3 separate regions of the Mus musculus genome follow, and regions 2 and 3 are each linked to region 1. A link is a contact called in public targeted proximity ligation data. All regions are on one chromosome and are shown on one strand. The core of a region is the stretch at or near the end of the contact, and the rest is flanking DNA. Distances in the headings are between cores, read along the strand shown.

Region 1 (3,255 bases), core at 220-2,719:
GAGTCTAGCTAAGTGCACGTTCTGCTACGCGCACGTTCTGCTAAGTGCACGTGTCAAGCTCTTTTCGATATTTATGCTTAGTGCTGCTCAGGCTTGGTCAGGAAAGCTCCTCTCTGCAGTGGGCAGCAGTTACTGCAGAGACTCAGATCTAGTCAGAGAGTGGAGACTAAGTGACTGCTGAGGGCTCAGTCCTAAATTAACACAGCATAAAAAACAAACAAATGAAAAAACAGCTGTAGCAATTTCACCTCCAAAGAGCACTGTGAGTGGGGAAGACTGTAGAAGCCGGCGGATGGACCGGCTCTGGGAAGCGCTTTCCTCTGGACAGGACTCGCCCAGCCACTCAGGCACTCCTGCTCTGCTCACTGCACACGATCAAGCCACAATGATCAGTCTGTGACTTAGTGGGGAAAGGAAGGGAGGAAGGGAACAGGCTGAGGGAGAACTCCAGGGTGGAAGAATTGGGGAATGGGGAAGACCAAGTTACACTATATACAATGTACAAAATTTTCAAAGAATAAATAAAATATTCAAACCCTGTATGAAATATTCTAGAAAATAACTTCAGCTTGTGTGTGTATGACACATGCTGACACACACATAAATTCCCCATTTAGACTTGGGTTCTGGTCGTTCCCAAAATACTTCATTGTTATACACAAATATCCCATAAGTCCAAAATCCAAACCACTTCCTGTCCAGGAATTTCTGATCTGGGATACACAGCTATATGAACAACAAAATGCAATTAAAATCTTTATATTCAATAGATGCTGTTCTGGCTAGACTTGTGTCAACTTGACACAAACTAGAGTCATCTGAAAGGAGGGAACCTCAGTTGAGAAAATGCCTTCATAAGATCCAGGTGCAAGGCAATTTCTTAATACTTAATTACTACCAAATTACTTAATCACTATTGATGGGGAAGGCCCAGCCCTTGGTGGGTGGCCCTATTCCTAGGCAGGTGGTCCTGGATTCTGAGAGAGAGAGAGAGAGAGAGAGAGAGAGAGAGAGACAGAGAGAGAGAGAGAGAGACAGAGAGAGAGAGAGACAGAGAGAGAGAATATGTGAGCACGCTTATGGGTGAACATTTGTATGCAGGTACACATGTGTGTGAAGGTCAGAGGCTAACCTCATGTGCTCTTCCTCAAGGGTTGTTCACTTGTTTTTGGAGGCAGGGCCTCCCACGGGGACCCAGGACTCTCCAAGGGGCTTTGGCATATAAATTTAGAGGTAATATAGACTTCATACAATTGCTTGTTGTGGCGTGGTACAAGGCAAAGCAACCTGGCAGACACTCCCAGACTACCTAAGCAGGAGTGAAGTCTTGGGACTAAAGTCAGCGCCATTTGACCCGCTTGCTGCAGACAGAATTTAAGTATCACCTGCCAATAAAAAGCCGCTAGCCAATGAGCTGAAGCAGGAAATGGGAGGTGGGACACTGGCAGGAAGAGAGAGGATTCTGGGAAATAGTAAGGGATAAGAGAGACTGCGAGCTGGGAGAGAGGGCCAAGAAGGCCCAGCAGGCATATGAACTCAGGGAGACGCTGAGGAAGATCCTGAGGAGACTCAAAAAAGCAGGCCTGTACTAAGACAGGTAACTAACCAGGTGGTAGGCATAGAGAAGTTTGAATAGTTAAATAAGTCATGAGCTAGTAAGGGAATGAGCCAAAGCTATGGCCAGCACATTTAATAATAAATAATTAGTCTCAGAGTCATCATCCCGGAACTGGGAAAAGAAAAAACAGATTTTTAAAATCATTGTTACAACTTGCAGAGGTGACATTCTGTAACGTAGCCCCCAGCACCTAGCCACGGTTGGGGACCTAAGATCAGGCCGTCAACAGACGTCTTCTTTTATGTCTGTTTCTGTTTTAGAAACTCCACATTTGAAATTTGACTCATTGACACTGAACTTCAGACAACAGTCGTGTTATTCATGTCTGGAGGAAGACGGAAGGCAGAGCATTGTGTTCCCGGGGGTGCACAGCAGGCTGGAGCGGAGTTCACATGGGGATCATTTTAAACAGTAAAGTCACCAACACACACACGCACACCCCCGAGGGGATTCAGGAGGTGGCTCCGTGGGTAAGGTTCTTGCTTTGAATGCATGAACACTGGAAATCGGATCCCCAGGCAGAAGTCAGGGAATCCCTGAAGCAAGCTGGCTGCTAGAATTGGCAAGCTCAGGGTGCAGTGAGAGACCCCTGCTGACTCCTGAGGTTGACTTCTAGTCTTCCATATTTATGCATGCACATATCCTAAATATGTGTGTGGGGATGGGGTGGGTGAGATGCTGTGTGTGTGTGTGTGTGTGTGTGTGTGTGTGTGAGTGTGTGTGTGTGAGCCCTCCAGAGCATGCTCATCTCAGCTTGGGCAAAGCTGGGCTGAGACAGTACTAGCTCAATTCTTTTCTCTGAGCAAAGCTTTCCTTCTAACAGGTGACCTTCGATCTCAGGTCTCATTCTTCGATTTTCTCTCTAATGAGAAAAGCAATAAAAAGTAGACCAAAGTTCACCCCCTGGGACCTGTGTTATGCACGTTCAAGAGCAAAAGCATGGGTGCAGATCCCCAAGTGCTCGGGGGGTTGGGGGGTTCACTGGGGGTCACCGTGCCCTAGTGCAGGGCAGAGAGGGTTCGCCACCAGGGCCTTCATCCCACCTTCACTGCTATTGCAGGTGGAGGGTGGATGAACCCAGAGCTTTGTCCCCATGGCTCCCAGTCCCTCCCTCCTGGGATTCTTCTTTGCCAGTTCCTCAAAGCAAGACCAGATACAAAATCCACTGCAAATGGAGGCACAGAACCCCGTCTCCAGAGTGTCTTGTCTTTGGTGAGCCCTAACTTGAGAGAACCCCCACCGCCACAGATGTTTGCCCATGGGGCCCTCAGCCCTTCACATTAGCTTTCTTATGAAGAACTGTGGAGAATCTTGGTAACTAGAATCTTCTCTGTTACAGCCAGATTGAAGCCAAAACTAAACAGCACAAAGGACTCCTGAGGCCCCTCCCCTCCCTGAGGACCTACTGGTGGCTAATGGTTGGGCAGAGTGGTCATTTTCTCTAGTGTTTCAGCCACTAGTGGGTTGTACATGGTCCATTAAGTAACCTCCCACCCTTGCTCCTGTGATGAAGCCCAGTGGGTCACACAAAAACCAAGTTAAATTTAAAGCATTTCAAAGGAGCCGGTGAGAGAAGTCCACATGTAAAGTTATTTCCACATAAGCCTGACAAGAATTCAACCCCCAGAACCCACACA
Region 2 (3,255 bases), core at 298-2,797, 310 kb after region 1:
TGTGTGCATGTGTCTTCGTAGGTCAGTGTCCCCCATCCCACCCCACACTTTTTTTTGTGAGGCAAAAGACAAGTTCTCCTGTAGTCTAGGCTGACCTTAAACCTCTGGTTTGGACCTCACCAGTTCTGGGATTATAAATATAAACCACCACACCCAGCTCAAGCCACCATGCTGTGTCTGTTGAACCAGGTGGTGGGGAGGATACTTTAGCACGTACATACTCCAGTCTCAGAAAAATAAAACGGATGAGTGATGACAGTTCTTGACACTGTCTCACAAGGAAGGCACAATAGGGGACGCAGACCATTGTTTTCCAAGACCCCTGCAAAGACACAGCAAGACACCTCTCTATGTAAGGGTTGCTATGAGACCATGTGATAGTTATAGCTTATGTCCGTATTTTATGAAAGACACTGTAAACTTTTTGTACACTAAAGACTTCATTACATGCACTGTACTAGGATTTGTGGAAGTTAACCGATTTCTCACAAAAGCCCTCCGAGTTCTCTGCATTCACAAAGGAGGGACTAAGGCTGTGGAACAGATAACAGGCCAGAGAGTCACACCTCTTCCACTCCCTGACCTCTGCAGGCGCAGGGGCTATGGAGACTCGGAGTCGCCACAGTTCGTACCCAGCGGGGACCGAGGAGGATGAAGGGATGGAGGAGGAGCTTAGCCCTTTTCGAGGACGCTCGCGTTCGGCTCCCCCCAATCTCTGGGCAGCGCAGCGCTACGGCCGTGAGCTCCGAAGGATGAGCGATGAGTTTGAGGGTTCCTTCAAGGTGAGCGCCAGCGTTAGGTGCGATGGGACCTGAACCCTCAGCTGCTACCCCTCCTTTGATCTAGGGCATGTCGGGATTTCTAGTTTCAGAGCCACCAATTTTCCCTTTTGTGTTGTAGAGCATGCTGGGACTTGCAGTTCTAATCCGTCCTCTCTCAGTGTCCAGTGATTTGCTGGGATTTCCTCCCTCTTCCTCCTTTGTCCAAGACCCCGTCCCCAGTCCCGGTTTATGCCTTCACCTGTAATCGAGAGCTCTTACAGCCGGACCGCTATGAGAACCGAAATCTGTAGTACAGACCAACTTCACACCAAAGTTTCTGAACCGCCAGGTTCATAGAGTACGAGGCTTGCTGGCATCTGAGCCTCTCCCCAACTTCTTAAGCTACTTTAAATTGTTGAGTTCTTCCCCATCCTCTAAACACTAGATCTCTGGCTGTGCAGTTTCATTTAGGATCCCGGCACACGCATCATCCCGTGTCTCTGACCGCCCAGTGCAGAGCAAGCTGGTGGTGGGGACCTGATTCGGGATGCCAGAATGAGGCTCACTCTTTCCTCCTCCTTCCCTGAAGGGACTTCCTCGCCCAAAGAGCGCAGGCACTGCAACACAGATGCGACAAAGCGCCGGCTGGACGCGCATTATCCAGTCCTGGTGGGATCGAAACTTGGGCAAAGGAGGCTCCACCCCCTCCCAGTGATCTTCTGCTCCACATCCCGGAACTCTACCCGCTCCCGTCGCCCGCCATATTGGGTGTGGGCGGAAGTCTTTCGAGGCCTTAGGAAAAAAAAAGAGGATCGCTGTGTCCCTTTAACAGGGAGAAGAGCTGACGTACAGCTTGAGTCCCTTCCGGTGCGTGCAATAGCCACGGAGGGGTGGCTCCTGTTTGGAGTTTCAAAGTTTTCCACGCACCCCACCCCCTAAGCCTCCGGAAGTGGCTGTTTTCCCTCTCCTGTTCTGGACTGCCCTCGGGTGCCTGTGCTAAGTTGGGGGTCTGGGTGCTGTCCTGTCATAACTGGGGACCCGAGGTCGCGAGAAACGTGCTTTATAATAAAGCCTGCGCATGTGCCGCCGCGCCTCTATCCTTCGTTTGGGGTTCCGCAATCCGGATCTCTATCCCTGATAGTTTTAAGAGAGACTCGTTTTACCGGAGGAAGAAACAAGCTCTAAGGACTGAGAGGAAGAAGAGGCAACCCGCGGAGTCGGGCTGCTTGGCTTGGGTGGGGAAGAGGAGCGTGGCTAGACCCTTGGGACTGCCAGCCCCTTATCTCTAATATGGTAATTGGGAGCCGCAGTCCAACCGGCCGCCGGAATTTAGCGTTCTGCAAACCATGTCGCGGCTCCCGGGGGGCAGGCGGGAGGGGGGTCATTTGCTCCTATTTGGGTCAGTCCTTGTGAGCAGCTACTGTTTGACCGGCCTGGGGCCAGCGCAGCTCAGGGACCTGGCAAGACACGTGGGGCGGGGCGGCGCGGGGCGGCAGACTGATCGCTAGGGAACGTAGAAGCTTCTCACAGGGACCTGGAGCAGGGCCCAGAGCTCCGTTCAGAGATTTATTGGCGCCCCATAGCCCAGGCTAGTGCTTTGCGCTGGATATGCAGATAAGTTGCGCCACAACTCTTTGCTTCCCGGAACATGGGAGGGGGTGGCCCCACAACAGGGCCTCAAGGAGTAGGTCAGACTTGAAGGTGAGGCTATGTCTGGAACTGACACTCTCTGCAGATGGACACACCAGGATCTTGGGACTTAGTTTGTTTTTTGAGGGCCCAACCCACATGGAGTGTTTGGGAAAATGGAGGTCAGCCAGTCAGCGATATAGGACATGGGATCCGGAAAAGTGGCAGATCTGGAAACTTGACACGGACTGACTGACAGCTGAGGAAGGTGACTTGGGCAATGGCAGGAATCTCAGGGAGAGCTGAGGCCTTAGCCCTGGGAAGCCCAACCCAGGCCACCCAGTTTCTCTGGCTTTCCTACCCGATCTGTTTGCCTGGGGCTGCAACAAAAACAAAGCAAAGCAAACACTTCATTGGCAGGAGATAAGCCCAGATAAGAGGCTGCCTTCCTCCGAGGGGGGAGCAGCCAGTCCCCCACCGGCCAGGAAGCTAGGAGAGGCCTTGAAGGAGTGCCAGCCTGCCCCAGCTGCAGAGCTTGGCCCATTCTCTTGCCACAGGGTCTCTGGTGTTCCTGGCTGGTCCCAGGCTCAGAGCATGTCCTCCGGCTGGTGAAGGCCATATAGCACAGAGCTAACACGCAGGCCATCCTGCCTTCCAGCAGGTCTCCACTTAGCTATGGCCCAGTAAATGCATCTTCCATTCGGGGCCTGTTTCCATATCTGTAAAACAGGCAAAACATCTCCCTCATAGGGATGAGAGGGCCACAGGGCATCAGCAGAGTATCCTAGCCCTGCCAGCAATAGCCCTTAAGACTATCAAGTTCCTTTCTCTCTTAAGAGCTATGGACCCTTCCCACTAATCTGAA
Region 3 (3,255 bases), core at 479-2,978, 290 kb after region 1:
AGCCTGCTGCTCGTGAGGCTGCTCCAGAGCCTGGAACACTAGAGCCCCAGATACCAAGTAAAGCAGCACCAGTGCCAGCAGAGCCAGGAGTGTGGTGCTGCGCATGGTCCTTCCAGAGGCAGGTCCAGCTCCACTTCCTGCCTGGGAAGAAGGAGCAGGGAGCTCCTGGGGAGCAGTGGTCACTGCAGGCCAAACCAAGGATTATGGGGTCACGAAGAGATCCATACATCCACACCCTCCTTCTCTAGATTAGACTCCCCAAAGTTTTTGAGCCCCTAGCTTTATTATCCATAGATGTAACCCCCACACAGCCTCTGGTTCCAGGTACTAACACCTAGGCCCCCACCTCCAGCCTCCCTCTTACCTCCGGAGCCTAGCCATCAGGAGAGTGGGATAAAGAAGAAAACACTAAGCCAGGCAGGGTGAGTGAGAAAATGGGGGACTTGTGAGGCATTAGGGTGCCTGCCTTGGAGAAGACCAAAGGAAGACTAGGGAGTTCCAGGGGAAATAGGAAGAGGCTGGAGCCTGCAGAACTGGAGACAGGAATAGCAGGTCCATACTTGGCTCTCTCAGTGCGGCTGTGGCAGCCTCCTCAGATGCATCTGTCCCCTCCTGCCTTCCAGCCTAGCAGGGATCAACCGGGCGGGGATCTTCCAGGGTCCCCACCCGCCCGCTGGGCTTTCGAGGAACCCCAAGGCGGATCTGGCTGCAGGGTATAGGCAAGGCCCAGAGCCAGGGAAAGGAAAAGTGGGCACAAAGTTCCCAGAAGAAGCAAGGCACAGGGTGGGAAGGGCAGCACGGATACAGCAGCCCACGGGACAGCTGTCACTTAGGGGGCAGCGGGAGATGGCAGGCACACACACACATACATATACACAGTCTGCTACATGTGCCACAAAGATCTTTGAGCCACATTCCATTCTGCAGCTCTAGCCGCGCGCTGCCCAGGCTGCAGGCATAGCACTGCACCACGCTCCGGCAGACCCTGGCACAACTAACCACCATGGGCGTGCCCGCAGGGCCGAGCTACCCTAGAGGTCCACGCGCACGAATGCGCGCGCTCGCGTACACACACACACAGATACACACACGGAACCCGTGTGACACCGCACGCCAGCCGCTTGCTCCCACCACCTCCCCCGCGTCCTTACGCCGACGCCTCCGAGCGTGACCGGCGACGGGACGCACGGTCACACCACTCGAGGAAGGCATCCACGCGCGGGAAGTGTCCCGCCCTGCCGGTTTCTCCCAGCTCCCAGGGCCTGAGATCCAGCCCACATTCCCGCGCCTGCTCCGCACTTACTGTCTGCCCACTCTGTGGCTGCGGCTTTGGCTGCGGCCAGGTCTCCCGCGCCGCCTCGAGGGTGTGCGGGCTGAGCCAAGGAGGTGCCGGCGGCAGCCCAGAGACCGAGCCGCCGGCGGCCGTCTGACTAGGACCCCCCTCCTCCCGCCCTCAAAAGCCCCCTCCTTGGGAGCTTAACCCTACCAGAGCTGCGTCTCCCTACGTGCCGCACCCTCGCCACCGGCTCTCGCCACCAACCGCCTTGAACCCAGCCCTTACCTGCACCTGCAGCCTCTGGGCTCCCCAATGCTGTCTTGTCCAGGCCAGTGAGTGGCAGAAGACTCAGAGAAGGGTCGACGTGAAGTCCAACCTTCCAGGCTGGGATTGGGGCCCCAACGCTGCCCTAACCTGGACATCAGCTGGCCCGGGGCTCAGGACAGCCGCCACACTCATCTCCTGGAATCTTCTAGGTCTATTACTGGACTGGGAAGAGCCTTCGTTTCTCCGCCCATGAGGATAGTCTGGGCCTTGGGCTCAGCACTTGTGAGGGAGAGGCCCCCAGGGAGAAGAGGGTATGTGGGGGTGGAAGACGGGGAGCTCTCTTTGAGGCCACCTGGATTTAACCAGCTGAATGGGTTGGGTCCTAGTTCTAGGAAGTCACTGATAGAGCACCTCTTGCTCAGGCTGCATTCCCATCTCTGATCCTCCAGGCCCTGGGGTCACCCCCCCCCCCCAACCATCTGCTGCCTGACAATTCCAGCAGAAAGAGTGCTAGCATTTTCTGAACAGCTAAAGCCGGGTCCTCTTCTGTCTTTATCCTTCTTTCTTCTTCTTTATATCCTTTTTTTTTTTTTTTTTTTTTTGGTTTCTCGAGACATTTCTTTACTGATTTCCACAAAATCTCTCCTGTAGCGTTCAGAGATCCCATGCTATTGTGGTCAGTACTTTTGTTGTTGGGATGTTTTGCTTTGTTTTGAGACAGGGTTTCTCTGTGTACTCCTGGCTGTCTTGTAGACTAGGATGGTCTCAAATTCAGAGATCCACCTGCTTTGCCTCCAGAGTGCTGGGATTAAAGGTGTGCCCTACCATTACTGGGTTTTGTGGTAATTGTCAGTATGTTTAAGTGACCACCCAGATGATAGGGGGTCAGGGTGAGTTACCAAACTCCCTAGTTCCCACTTACAGTAAAAGGGTGATTACTTAACTCTGGGTGCTGATTTTGAGTATTTAGGAAGTCAGTATTTGGGGGCTGGAGAGATGGCTCCGTCTTTAAGAGCACTGGCTCTTCTTCCAGAAGACCAGAGTTCAGTTCCCAGCACCCACTACTGTCTGGGACACCCTCACACAGACATACATGTAGGCAAACCACCAATGCCTGTGCACACATACAAAGTCAGTGGTTTTTACTTTGGTTCTTTCTCTTTTTTTCGTTGTTATTTGTTTGTTTTTGGAGCCTTAGCTGTCCTGAAACTTGCTCTCTAGTTCAGGCTGACCTCAAATTCACAGAGACCCACCTTTCTCTGCCCCTCAAATGCTGAATTAAGGGCATGAACCACCACTGCCCAGCTGAGGTCAGCGTTTATAAATGCTTAAAGCCTAGCACACAGAATTAAGTGCCCTAAAAATGTTAGCAATTCTGCTTCCATCCGAAAGTGATTGTCCAGCTTACTGCTGAAGTCTGAGCCTCTGCTGTTCTCTCTGGAGACCTTGTAGACCTGGCTCCAGGAGAGTCCCAAAGAAAGAATTTCAAGGCAGACTTACTGCTAGGCTGAGATCTCAAAGGAGCTAGAATCACCAGGTTTATAGACAGGAGTCACAGGCTCTAATAATCAATCCTGAGCCACAGGGCAGATCTGCAAGGATGTCCGGAACTCAGGGCAGTGACTAAACCTTTGGGAGCAGTAGGATTTGTGTACCAAGAGCTGACTCAGCATGCAAGTAGCCAGGGGATCAGGGTTAACCCATACCCAGGT

What was found.
Region 2: a targeted proximity ligation map of embryonic stem cells shows a contact between it and region 1, with 2.5 times the contacts expected there. A contact is called at or near these places in 8 of 39 promoter capture datasets (the C10 cell line, cranial neural crest, embryonic stem cells and 3 more) and 9 of 130 datasets of targeted methods (bone marrow-derived macrophages, embryonic stem cells, large pre-B cells and 3 more).
Region 3: a targeted proximity ligation map of embryonic stem cells shows a contact between it and region 1, with 43 read pairs. A contact is called at or near these places in 21 of 39 promoter capture datasets (the 3T3-L1 cell line, 3T3-L1-derived adipocytes, the C10 cell line and 11 more), 18 of 484 Hi-C or Micro-C datasets (B cells, the G1E-ER4 cell line, the HL-1 cell line and 4 more), 17 of 130 datasets of targeted methods (the SCID.adh cell line, bone marrow-derived macrophages, embryonic stem cells and 5 more) and 3 of 9 other capture datasets (adipose tissue, liver and macrophages).

The regions. Positions count from the first base shown.
Region 1 is chr19:6,643,637-6,646,891 of GRCm38.p6, forward strand. No RefSeq gene overlaps it. Among named protein-coding and RNA genes, the nearest start is that of Gm32245, 78 kb to the left of the region's middle.
Region 2 is chr19:6,950,049-6,953,303 of GRCm38.p6, forward strand. Bad (BCL2-associated agonist of cell death) reads left to right here. Exons shown (of 4, transcript NM_001285453.1): 3 at 592-782; 4 at 1,351-1,857. The coding sequence ends at 1,476. Among named protein-coding and RNA genes, the nearest start is that of Bad, 9.1 kb to the left of the region's middle.
Region 3 is chr19:6,932,787-6,936,041 of GRCm38.p6, forward strand. Kcnk4 (potassium channel, subfamily K, member 4) reads right to left here and starts at 1,729. Exons shown (of 7, transcript NM_008431.3): 1 at 1,562-1,729; 2 at 1-182. The coding sequence starts at 105.